Linked DNA regions of Mus musculus: all the other regions are linked to region 3. Evidence: chromatin contacts called from public Hi-C data. All regions are on one chromosome and are shown on one strand. The core of a region is the stretch at or near the end of the contact, and the rest is flanking DNA. Distances in the headings are between cores, read along the strand shown. Region 1 holds the start of Epb41l2 (erythrocyte membrane protein band 4.1 like 2). Region 2 overlaps Akap7 (A kinase (PRKA) anchor protein 7). Region 3 overlaps Gm29571 (predicted gene 29571).

Evidence for each region. Hi-C and Micro-C count contacts between places; a contact is called where the count stands out from the background.
Region 1: a contact with region 3 is called in a Hi-C map of uterus, with 3 times the contacts expected there. The contact joins the promoter of Epb41l2 here to the enhancer-like site in region 3. A contact is called at or near these places in 1 of 15 datasets of contacts at CTCF or cohesin (the NIH/3T3 cell line) and 2 of 484 Hi-C or Micro-C datasets (the C2C12 cell line and uterus).
Region 2: a Hi-C map of uterus shows a contact between it and region 3, with 2.2 times the contacts expected there. The contact joins two enhancer-like sites. A contact is called at or near these places in 1 of 39 promoter capture datasets (stem cell-derived epiblast-like cells), 1 of 15 datasets of contacts at CTCF or cohesin (the NIH/3T3 cell line), 7 of 484 Hi-C or Micro-C datasets (differentiating embryonic stem cells, embryonic stem cells, liver and 2 more), 3 of 115 datasets of contacts at active chromatin or transcription factors (embryonic stem cells and large pre-B cells) and 1 of 9 other capture datasets (embryonic stem cells).

What each region holds. Positions count from the first base shown.
Region 1 is chr10:25,357,298-25,361,169 of GRCm38.p6, reverse strand. It overlaps Epb41l2 (erythrocyte membrane protein band 4.1 like 2), which reads right to left and starts at 1,372. Exons shown (of 20, transcript NM_001199265.1): 1 at 1,189-1,372.
Region 2 is chr10:25,283,394-25,287,022 of GRCm38.p6, reverse strand. Akap7 (A kinase (PRKA) anchor protein 7) reads left to right here. Exons shown (of 8, transcript NM_001379238.1): 3 at 2,982-3,130. Among named protein-coding and RNA genes, the nearest start is that of Akap7, 12 kb to the left of the region's middle. Within about 2 kb of position 1,837, at least 42 of the 459 cell types and tissues checked have an H3K27ac peak or open chromatin away from gene starts, as enhancers often do. A contact at or near this core is called in uterus, where this site is marked.
Region 3 is chr10:25,641,837-25,645,422 of GRCm38.p6, reverse strand. All of the region lies in intron 3 of Gm29571 (predicted gene 29571), which reads right to left. Among named protein-coding and RNA genes, the nearest start is that of Gm36908, 22 kb to the right of the region's middle. Within about 2 kb of position 1,627, at least 23 of the 459 cell types and tissues checked have an H3K27ac peak or open chromatin away from gene starts, as enhancers often do. A contact at or near this core is called in uterus, where this site is marked.

The sequences.
Region 1 (3,872 bases), core at 123-2,622, 280 kb after region 3:
TGCTAATGCAGCGTGATAAGGCAATGAAGAATACAGAGATAATGAACTCCCAGAAAGAAAGAAAGAAAGAAAGAAAGAAAGAAAGAAAGAAAGAAAGAAAGAAAGAAAGAAAGAGAGAGAGAGAGAGAGAGAGAGAGAGAAGAAAAGAAAAGAAAAGAAGAAAGACAGACAGGAAGGACTGAAGAAAAATGAGTGGAGAAAACTGAGACCGTTTTTGTTTTGTTTTGTAGCTAATCACAGAAACAAGAACATACTGCCCTGCACACCCCACATTTCACATGCAACAAAGTTCAAGAAACAGAGAGAATCTTGATTCCCAAAGGAGGAAATGTAAGTACAACTCCCCTAGATGCCACCGTGCCTACCACTCTCCCAGGAACCTTAAAAATCAGGGACAGCTGTTCAGGTGACAGATTTTCTGAAGGGCTTCCTCATTTTGTAAGGAAGCTCCACGGAGACCACTCCCCAAAATAAGACACCGGGGGAAGAGGGCGCTCTTCTAACTTCACCCCAAATAAATAAATAAAACTTGGCCCCGCCTGAGGCTGGCGTCTGGGGACATTTAATGACTAACGTCCACCGCAGACGTCTGGGGTTGAGGATGGGGGATCCCGAGATGCCAACCTCAACGCCACCGACTCGGTTATTTCCTCCTCGTAGCCCCTGACCTGCAGCTCACCTAAACTGCTCCCACCCCTCAGCTGCCAGCGCCGAGAAAAAGAAGCCATCGGGGGCGGATGGCCTGGTGTCCGAGCTGGAAGGCTCGCCGCAGAAAACGTGCGAGGGTGTCTGTCCTCAGCTCCAGACCGCACAGTGGGCGGCGGGGACAGAGGGTCGCCCGCGTTGGCCCGACCTGCGGCGCGCGTGGGGCTGGGTGGCTGGCGGGGCGCGCTCCCTCCCCGACTCCCGCAGAGCCCACGCGCGCCGCGGGCCCGCGTCTGGCGACCCTCGGGAGAGAGGGCGCGGCGAGCCCCCGGCACCCAGGATGGAGCCGCACGCCTCGGCAGGGCCGGGGCGCGAGAGCCCGGGGACGCCGCCGCGGTCCCCGCCCGGGAAGGAGAGAGACGGGCCCGCGGCCGCCCCCTCCCCCGCCCGGGATGGCCGTCCGGGCTTCCTGCCGGGGTCCGCTTCCCGCCTGCAGCGTGTCAGGACCCCGCCCGCCACTCCGCAGCCCGCTCGCCTCCTTACCCGGACACCGCCCCTCTCGAGCTTGCTCGCCCCGGGAACGCGTCCCGTTCCAGCCTCGGACGCCGCCGGCCCTCCGCACCCGCCGCCTCCACCCTCCTCTGGGTTTCAAATTGAAATTCCCTGACTGGGGCCGTCAGAGAACTCTCCGCGCAAGCCCCGCCCCCTCCTGGCGGAAGCCCCGCCCTCGTCCCCCGCCCGGCACGCCCCGGGCGCGGAAACCCCCGCGGGCAGGCCACGCCCCACGGCCAAAGCCACGCCCCCGGCGCCTGCTGGCGTGGGAGGGGGGCCTTCCCGAGGGGTTCGCGCGGCTCTCGGGCCCAGTGCCCCGCCGCAGGGGTGCGTTTCGCCCTCGGAGCGACCCTGGAGATAATGACAGCCAGTGCACGTGTGCGAGGCGTTCTTTCTGAGTATCTTGGCCTTAAATGCCCTCTCAACTTCGAAAAGTTCTTTCTTCGGAGTGCTTTCACTAACCAAACCTTCACTGGATGCCTTTTTCGTGGTAGACGGTAGAGCAGGTCCAGGAAACCGAATAAGGAAAGCCGGGTCCCCCCTCAGTCTGCAGTGAAAGAAGTGCTTTCACAGGATAGGCTTGAAAAGAATCCATTTATTCTTCCTGTGGGAGAGGCAGGAGAGATTGGGTAAACCCTGTGGAGGAGAGGCGCTTTGATGCTCAGCCTTACTAGTCAGGATATCTCCCGGCAGAGAATTGAGAACCTAGCTTGCAAAGTATAATGGGGATAAGGCAGTGACAAAAAATTAAAATAAAAAAATACACACACGTGATATGTATATATTATATATATGAATGATATAGATAGATAGATAGATAGTGGTAAGTTTTACACATTAGTACAATTAGACCTCAATCTCTTCTACTTATTTCATCTTTTCTGAGCATTGCATGTCAAGCTGTCAGAGTGGCAGCCCACTGCCTCCAGCATCTTCAACCCCACCCTGTGTTCTTCTAGTCATTTGCTTCCTCCCACCTCTAATAAAATCTTTAATGATTCACCTCTGCCAATTTCCTTCCTAAACATTGTAAAATTAGCAAGATCAAATTAACCATCAGTAGCAATGCCTTGCGTGTGGATACTTCCCAGGTAATGGCACACATGCAGGTGTTTTATCAGCTGGTTCCTCGCTATGAAAAGGGTACCTACATCAAAAAGAAAAGAGTTGGGGAAATAAATTACTTGCTAGAATCATCCTTGTAAATAATAAAATTATTGCTATAATAGCATTTGTTGTGTGTCAGGAACTTGAGTTGACTTAGTTGACTTCAGTCCCAGACGCTAAGAACACAAGGAGAGTTTGATAAGCTGTTTAATGAATACTGGAATCCTGATTACATACATTTCTAGCATAAAGAAGGCTTGGAATAATTGGTGTTGCTTTTCTGTTGCTATGAGGAAATGCCTGAAACAGATAACTTTGAAGAGATTTCCTCATGGCGCCATAGGCTTCTGTCCTTGGTCACCCAGTCCTTTACTTTGAATGGGTGGCAAGGTATCACGGCAGGGACCACATTGAGCAAACTACCTCATGGAATCTGAGAAGCAAGAATTGAGAGACTGAGGTCCTAATATACCTTCCACTGACATATACCCAGTGACCTAACCTCCTCCAACTAGGTCTCACATGCAAAAGTTCCCACCTCCCCACAGTATCATTAACTGGGGACCAAGCCTTTCAACCCAAGACCTTCAGGGAAATAATTAAGACCTGGTCCACAGAGGCAGCTCCCATAAACCAAACTTCAAGATCCAGTACTTTCCAAGACATTGAAATTAAATATCTGTAATTTGGATTCCATACTAAGAATAAGACATATTTCATTTTTGTTTGAGACAGATGTTCACCATGTTGATCATGTACTGGCTGGTTTGGTGTGTCAACTTGACTCAAGCTGGAATTACCACAGAGAAAGGAGCCTCCCTCGAGGAAATGCCTCCATGAGACCCAGCTGTAAGGCATTTTTTCAATTAGTGATCAAGGGGGAGGGCTTATTGTGGGTGGCGTCATCCCTGGGCTGGTAGTCCTGGGTTCTATAAGAAGGCAGGCTGAGCAAGCCAATAACATCCCTCCATGGCCTCTGCATCAGCTCCTGCTTCCTGACCTGCTTGAGTTCCAGTCTTGACTTCCTTGGTGATGAACAGCAGTATGGAAGTGTAAACTGAATAAACCCTTTCCTCCCCAACTTGCTTCTTGGTCATTATGCTTGTGCAGGAATAGAAACCCTGACTAAGACAACCACACTTGCCTAGAGTTCCTGGGCTCAAGTGATATTCCTACCACATGTAGCTAAGACTACAGTGCAGGTTCATACCACAGTGTTGAACCTGAGTTCAATACGTAAGTTTGGGGCCCATAAAACCTTGATCCACATAGTCCCAAAGGTGGCTTGATGAGGACCTGAAATCAGAAGCCAACATCCAGGTAGCAGCCAGGTATAGTACTGCAGGTGCTTATAACCCTAGCACTTTGGGGTCAACATTAAGGGATGAGTGAAGCTTGCAGACAAGTAGCCTAGGCCAAAACACAAAAGGACTAAGTTCAGAGGGAAAGCCTGCCTCAAAAGGAAGAAGACCAAAGATGATAGGACAATTGACACTCTTCTTGGGGTTTCAAATACAGATGAATGATTTTTAAAATACCAATGCAAACTTGTAAAATGAACATATGTA
Region 2 (3,629 bases), core at 588-3,087, 360 kb after region 3:
GCTTTAGTTTCACTGACTGTCGTTATGTGAGATTGTCAATTCCTAACAACCAAGCATCATTTTAAAAATTACATTTATTTGTGTGAATGTATATGTATGTAAGTATACATGTAAATAGATAGGTATATGTATGAGTGTGTTCATGCCAGCTCATACACGTATGGAGCTCAGAGGACAACTTGAGGGAATCAATTCTTTCTCTCCACTATTTAGGTCCTGGGAATTGAACTCACGTCATCAGTCTTGGTGGCAAGCACCCTTACCTCCTGAGCCATCTTGTCTACATCTTGCCTTAAACTACACTTAAATCAAGATAAAGAAAACATTTGAGAGTTGGTTTTTAGTTACATGACTTTCCTAAATGTGAGACTAACTTCCATAGAAACTACTAATTTTCTTTTTATGTCCTCAAAATTTGTTTTGTTTATATGGGTGTGTGTTTTAAGACAAGGTCTCATGGGGCTCAGAGTGGTCTTGTAATCCTTATGCAGCTAGGGCTAGCCTTGAACTTCTCCTCTTGCTCCCCTAAGCATTGGCCACATCAGCTTGCACTACCACGCTGAGCTTCCTCACACAGAGTTCTAATATAATTATTAGAGATTTTTGAGCTAGAGGAAGTTATAATTTCATTTCCTATTAACTAGTTAGGTTATATTTATGTACTTTTTAAAATATCAAACAAAATTCATCTAAAATTTTTGTATAGAAAAGATTGTATTTTAGTATATAGAGATATCAGTGATTATTCTTTGTCAGTTAAAAGGCGATTCATTATATTCAGTGTCTTTTATATAGTTAATTGAAAAGGCGAATACCACATACAGACATGCATGGTTAATAAGTTCTGAGAATTGCTTTATTAGGCTATTTTTTTGTTTGTGTTGTGTACATCACAGAAAATGTTGCAAATTAAGAGGACTGTGATGTCACTAGGTGATACTTTAATATTTTAAATGTATTTACTTTTTTAAGATAGTGACTCCATGTTTAGCCCAGGTTGGCCTTGAACTCAGGCTGCCTCAGCCTTCCCAAGTGCTGGAATCACAGGTGTGCATAGCCACTCCCAGCTTACTTGAGAGATTTTTTTTTTAATCTGCTTTAAATAATGAGAAAGGAAATAGCAAAACAAACTCTAATTTATTCTCAGCATTTTAATTAAGAGCAAGTGTGACAACAAACCACAATAACAGATGGCACACTTAATTAATTTCTCTTCTAGTTCACTCCTTTGTAGTTTTGGAGGAATAAATAGAATTGAGAAAAAATTAGATGATTTACTTAAGATGACTTGTGGTGCTTTTGTTAAAAAAAACAAAAACAAAAACCTGCAGTTGAGAGAGTAACAGCCTTTGTCAATGATGCTGAGTCTATCAGCAGCACATAGTAAATGGCTACTGAGGTCATTATGAACATTAACAAGTATAATAAATTAGGTTTATGGGTTTACAAGCTGTACTTCCACGGATGACTTTTTGCTAAGTAGTAAAATTACTATAAATAATCTGGTGAACGATCCAAGGCAGCTGGCCAAAGATTTCTACATTTTGTGACCTCACGTTACCAACCTTTAATACTGTTATCCGTAAGCTAGATGATTACACACATCTTTGGTTTTTATCTTTTCATGTGTAAGCAAGTAAAAGAAATATGAGCAAGTTGTCTTTCAGGACCCAGATGTGATCTCAGAGCTGGAAGGACTATGAAGCGCGGGGTGAGACAGTAGAGACATACTCTGTTCTGGTTCTACAGATAAATGTGATAAACACAGGAAGCCTCTTTGCAAACAGGAGACAACGTGACTGACATCAGCTCAGTGTCATGGGTTGCCTGTGTCAGCAGGACACTGCAGTAAGGGGACAAAACGGCAAACACACTACAGGGTTGTAAAGCCGTCCCGTGTGCATGCGAGACACTACTTTTTAGAGTAATTCTCTGAGTTGTCGTTTTAGTTTTTTCTTTTTAGAATCATTGTGAACTGATTGAATATTTTTTTTTTTAAGATTTTTATTTATTTGTTATATATAAGCACACTGTAGCTGTTTTCAGATACACCAGAAGGGGGCATCAGATCTCATTATGGATGGTTGTGAGCCACCATGTGGTTGCTGGGATTTGAGCTCAGGACCTTCGCAAGAGCAGTCAGTGCTCTTAACCGCTGAGCCATCTCTCCAGCACCCTGGTTGATTATTTGATATAATTTATACTACTAGATTTGTTATTCAATTTGATGCGCAAATGATCTCACCTTTAGCCAATGGAAAGATTATAAATTGACCTGACAGCCTGTCTGACATGATTCCTCTTGAGACAGTTTAGATCGTGAATGTCCACAGTGGTCCATGTATTAGGTCCCCTGCACTGCTGTGGGTGGCGGGACATCGTGCTAGGAGGAAGTGGGGTTGGCAGGAGGAAGTTAGGCCATAGGGAACTGATGAAATAAATAAACACAAGGCAACCTACAATTCACTTCCCTAGTGCTACAAAGACCATGATTTCAGATGTAGTGGCGAATACCTATAATCCTGAGTTTGAGGGGCCAAGAAAGGGGGATTGGTTTATATAGCAAGACCCTTCCATAAAACAAAATAAAACAAAACAAAAAAAATAGGAAAAAAAAACCCAACAAGAACAAACCCTTTGGCATGTGGCAGAGAATGCTTGTTAGTGGTGCCTTAAGGCACAAGTCTGTCTGACCTGTTTTTTAAATAAAGTTTTATTGGGACACAGCTGTATCCTTTCATTGTTTTGCCAGAGTTGGATTGCTGGAACGTGGAGCCTGTGGTCTGTGAAGCCTAAACTGTTAACGATTATGTTGGTTATGGAAGTGCTTGCCGACTCTTGCTTTATATTTGAAAATGACAATTATACAGTATTGTTGTTTATTAAGGACACTGCACGCCTTCTTCCATTTTAAGCTGGGTTATTGTTGTTTAAATGTGCGAGACACACACACACACTCTCTCTGCTCTGTTCTCCTCTAGGCCCTGATGTACCTCAAGCAAACCCAAAGAGAAGCAAAGAAGAAGAAGAAGATAGAGGCGACAAGAATGATCATGTGAAGAAGAGGAAAAAAGCCAAAAAAGATTATCAGCCCAACTATTTCCTGTCCATTCCGATCACCAACAAAAAGGTCAGGGTTTCTCAGGAATCTGTGTTTGCTAGGAAGTTTTATTCTGAACAGTCTTTAAAGAATATTACCTACTTGTCAGCTCACTTGCTTTGTGGTTCTAATACTATTTGATACCATTTGAGAAGGACCGAGTGAGGAAACTTCCCATTTAAGTTAGAGAAAGTTGTTTACATAATAGTTTTGAAAAAAATATTACTTAAATCATCACATTGGATGATAACAGGGCCAGATTGAATGCAGGCCATTAGGAGACCAAATGGTGGCCAGCTGGAGTGACTTCCCCGAAGACGTGACGGTGACCAGATGGGAAGCCAGTCTTTTGTTTTGATTTGGTACTTTTAGGGTCCCCCAATGTGTTTAGATCTGAGGGTAATCAGGCTGTGATTACCCCACTATCTTGATGTAAAAGCCGTACTCACAAGCCACGTCTGGGTCCCTTCCAAAGCCTTGCTTGGTGCATTGGAGAATCCTTTAGAATCAGAGAGCAGTGGCCACGTGC
Region 3 (3,586 bases), core at 378-2,877:
GCAACCAGGAAGTCTGATTTACATATGAGCAAACTTGAAGGATAGATGATAATCTAATTCTAAATAAGTGGGGGTGGGGGGAATCACCATCCAACATTCTTCTTGAAAAGAAAGGAAGGCTATCCAGAGACTGCCCCACCTGGGGATTCATCCCGTATACAATCACCAAACCCAGACACTATTGTGGATGCCAACAAGTCCTTGCTGACAGGAGCCGGATATAGCTGTCTCCTGAGAGGCTCTGCCAGTGCCTGACAAATACAGAGGTGGATGCTCAAAGCCAACCACTGGACTGAGCACAGAGTCCCCAATGGAGGAACTAGAGAAAGAACCCAAGGTGCTGAAGGGGTTTGAAGCCCCATAGGAGGAACAACAATATAAACCAAGCAGTACTCCCAGAGCTCCCACGGACTAAACCACCAACAAAGAGTACACATGGAGAACCCATAGTTCCATCTGAGTATGTAGCAGAGGATGGCCTTGCCAGATATCAATGGGAGGAGAGGTCCTGTGAAGGCTCAGTGCCCCAGTGTAGGTGAATGCAAGGGCCAGGAAGCAGGAGTGGGTGGGTTGGTGAGCAGGGGGAGGGGAGATGGGATAAGTTATTTTCAGAGGGGAAACCAAGAAAGGGAGGTGAGGGGAGGGGAGGGGTAGGGAGGGGAGGGGAGGGAAAAGAAAAGAAAAGAAAAGAAAAGAAAAGAAAAGAAAAGAAAAGAAAAGAGAAAAGAGAAACGCAGGAAGTGTCTGTCACTGAGCCTGCTGTCAAGTTTGTCCTGAGTAGGAGAGTGTCCCCATGTTGGAGCTCCAGCGTCAGGAGAGAGTTGAGCCAGGGACCCAGGATCAAGACAAAGCTGCCTACTGACTCTCTTCACAACTGCATATTGCTTCTTGTTATTTCAGGAATCAAGCTGCTTCAAATAATAGTAATAGTAACAGTAACATTAAGAAGACAGATCTTTTCTAAGTCCCTAAGAACCTGACTCCCACATTCCTAAAATTAAGCTTGTAGGACTCAGTAGGGGAAGGAAACACACAGAGCCCATGTCTACCAATGTTTCTCTCCTGTTTTCTACATCCCTGTTTTACTTACAAATTTTCTCTTCCATATTGAAATTCTAATTTTAAACTAAAAGCCTACTCATGTTTATCCTGGCTTTCTATCATATAACCTCAAACTTGAACATTTTGCTGTGGTAGGGATAACCAGATGAGGGTCTTGAAGTCTTCTCTACTCCTCCATGATGTGGTATTTCAATTCCATAGAAGACACACAATGTCTCTCCCACTTGGGTTTGCATCTGGGGTCACGCAAACTGGGCTAAGAAAAGTTAATAAGAGAAAAGTGTATACATTTTATTTGACATTTTTATGTGATACAGAGGCCTCCCTAGAAAAGAAATAGAACAGATAGGCCCAAGAGCTTGTATATGCTTCTGACTGAGAGTGATAAATTACAGAGGCCGAAGGAAAGGGCAAGACTCTTGAGATTTGCAAGGACTGAGACCTGTGGGAAGGTAAATACATGAGAAAACTCACAACTGAGCAAGGCTAACTTAGCAAAGTTCGTTTGTGCCAGGTTGTCTTGGTGCCAATTTTCTGTCATCTTCATGCTGTGTAACTTTCCCCTGGGGAAGGGATTTAAAATGAACCTTATTACTCAGAGTTTCTGCTTTTAGTCAGATATGAATGGCTTTTCTACATCTGTTGAATCTCAATTTTTTTTTCTGCTCAAAATAATTCTTATGCCAAAGTGGCATACTTTGGAGCAGCAGATCCTGACTCACTTCCATTACAATGACATGTAAACAAGACAGAGCATTAAAACCTTTCCGATTTAAGTGCCTGGCCCAGGCTCACTGTCATATCCCAGATCCCCTTCAAAGAGTATTCTTGCAAAGATAATATTTTTGCTTTTGTTATTTTAAGGTCTCTGGGGAGATGACTGCAGAGGCAGCTTTGAAATGTCACCTTTACTAATAAAATATAAACCAGAGAATAGGCAAACAGTCCTTGGCCTAACTTTGTAAGGGTCTGAGTCTGGCTTACATGGCCACAGGCTTATGGTATATAAGTCTTTCTGCTGAAGTATGGGATGCTCATTGATTTTCTTTACCATATTAGTATCACTTTTCTTCCTCTCATGATCCTTAATGAAACTATAATTCTAAATATTTTAGGGTATTTCTGGTACAGAAATAAAAATCACTGTAGATATCATAAATAAGCTTTGGAAATGATCATCCATGCCTTAGTTCTCCTAGACCAACCTTGTCTTCGTCTTTTAATACAAAGGGCCTGTTACTAAAATCCCTTGGAAGAACCAATATCTACCTTCTTCCTAAATCTCAAAGACAAACAGAGGCATGATTGCATCTGCAGGAACCAATGAACTGATTTGGCCTCCTTACAGAGCCCTGGGAAGGAACTGGTTAGAGGACTGAAGATGTTCCTTCATCCAACAGGCTGCGTGTATTTGGACAGCTTCACCCAGCAGCAACAAGTCTCTCACTGTGGCAGCACAGAGGGAGTCCCCTTCTCCTAACAGGTGATAGGGATGCTGGATACCCAGGCCCTGGGATCCTCTCTACTTATTCATCCATGACGTAGTATAAATAGTCAACAAGCTGAAAAGATCCTTTTGCAAGCGTGAACAACTAAACTCCCCAAGATGGGGTTAGCTTGGCTCAGAGAATAGTTACTCACAACAGGGCCACTTATAAATCCTCAGTAATTTCTGGTCTGAGTTCAACGTTACATTTTCAAAACAAAGCAATATATCTTTTGTTTAAAAAAATGCTTATTATGATTTTCATCCCAAGGTTATGGCAAGCTGATGTCAGCGTATGTGTCTTTCCATATTCTGGTACCACTAGCTTTTCTTGGGCTATTTTAATACCCCCAAGTTAAATGGGAACTGCACGTTTCTATGGCAACGGAGACCATTGTAGCTGCTTATCCCAGTGTGTTCCCTGTAAATCACATTTTTAGGGATGATTTTTCTTAACAAAGCATTGTTTAAATTGCTTCAGAGTTATAGCAATTATGCTTTCAATGATAAACATCAGTGTAGAGAGGAACAGCCCACTTCAAAACTCCAGCAGAGGCTGGAGATGCTGAGAGCAGACGTGACCACCCTGTGTACTGCACACACAGTGCTACTGGCCCTAGACTGGGAAAACGCAGGCATCTCCTTTATTCGAGGTTTCTAGATAGCAAACTATGCACACCGTTCTTGCCTTTTATTAAAGCATTGTATACTATACTATTTCAGCATACGATACCATGAAAATCACCTCTTCTGTACAACTGCCATGGAAATACTGTACTAAGTTACTTTGACCCAATTAAAACGTGGAAGTATTTAGCTTGCTATATTTGGTTACAATGTGCTTTATAAATGGTTGTAACCATGTGAGAAGCATTCAGATGGATGGCCGGTGATATGCTCAGGTCCAAATGGAACTGAAAGCAACTATGTGAAGATACATAGTGTGGAGAAATACATTGTAACCCAGCCCCAGGGCTGCTCTAGCAAGAGTTCATCTTTGGAGGTATTGGTGTACTCACATAACTTGGGTGTGGCTCT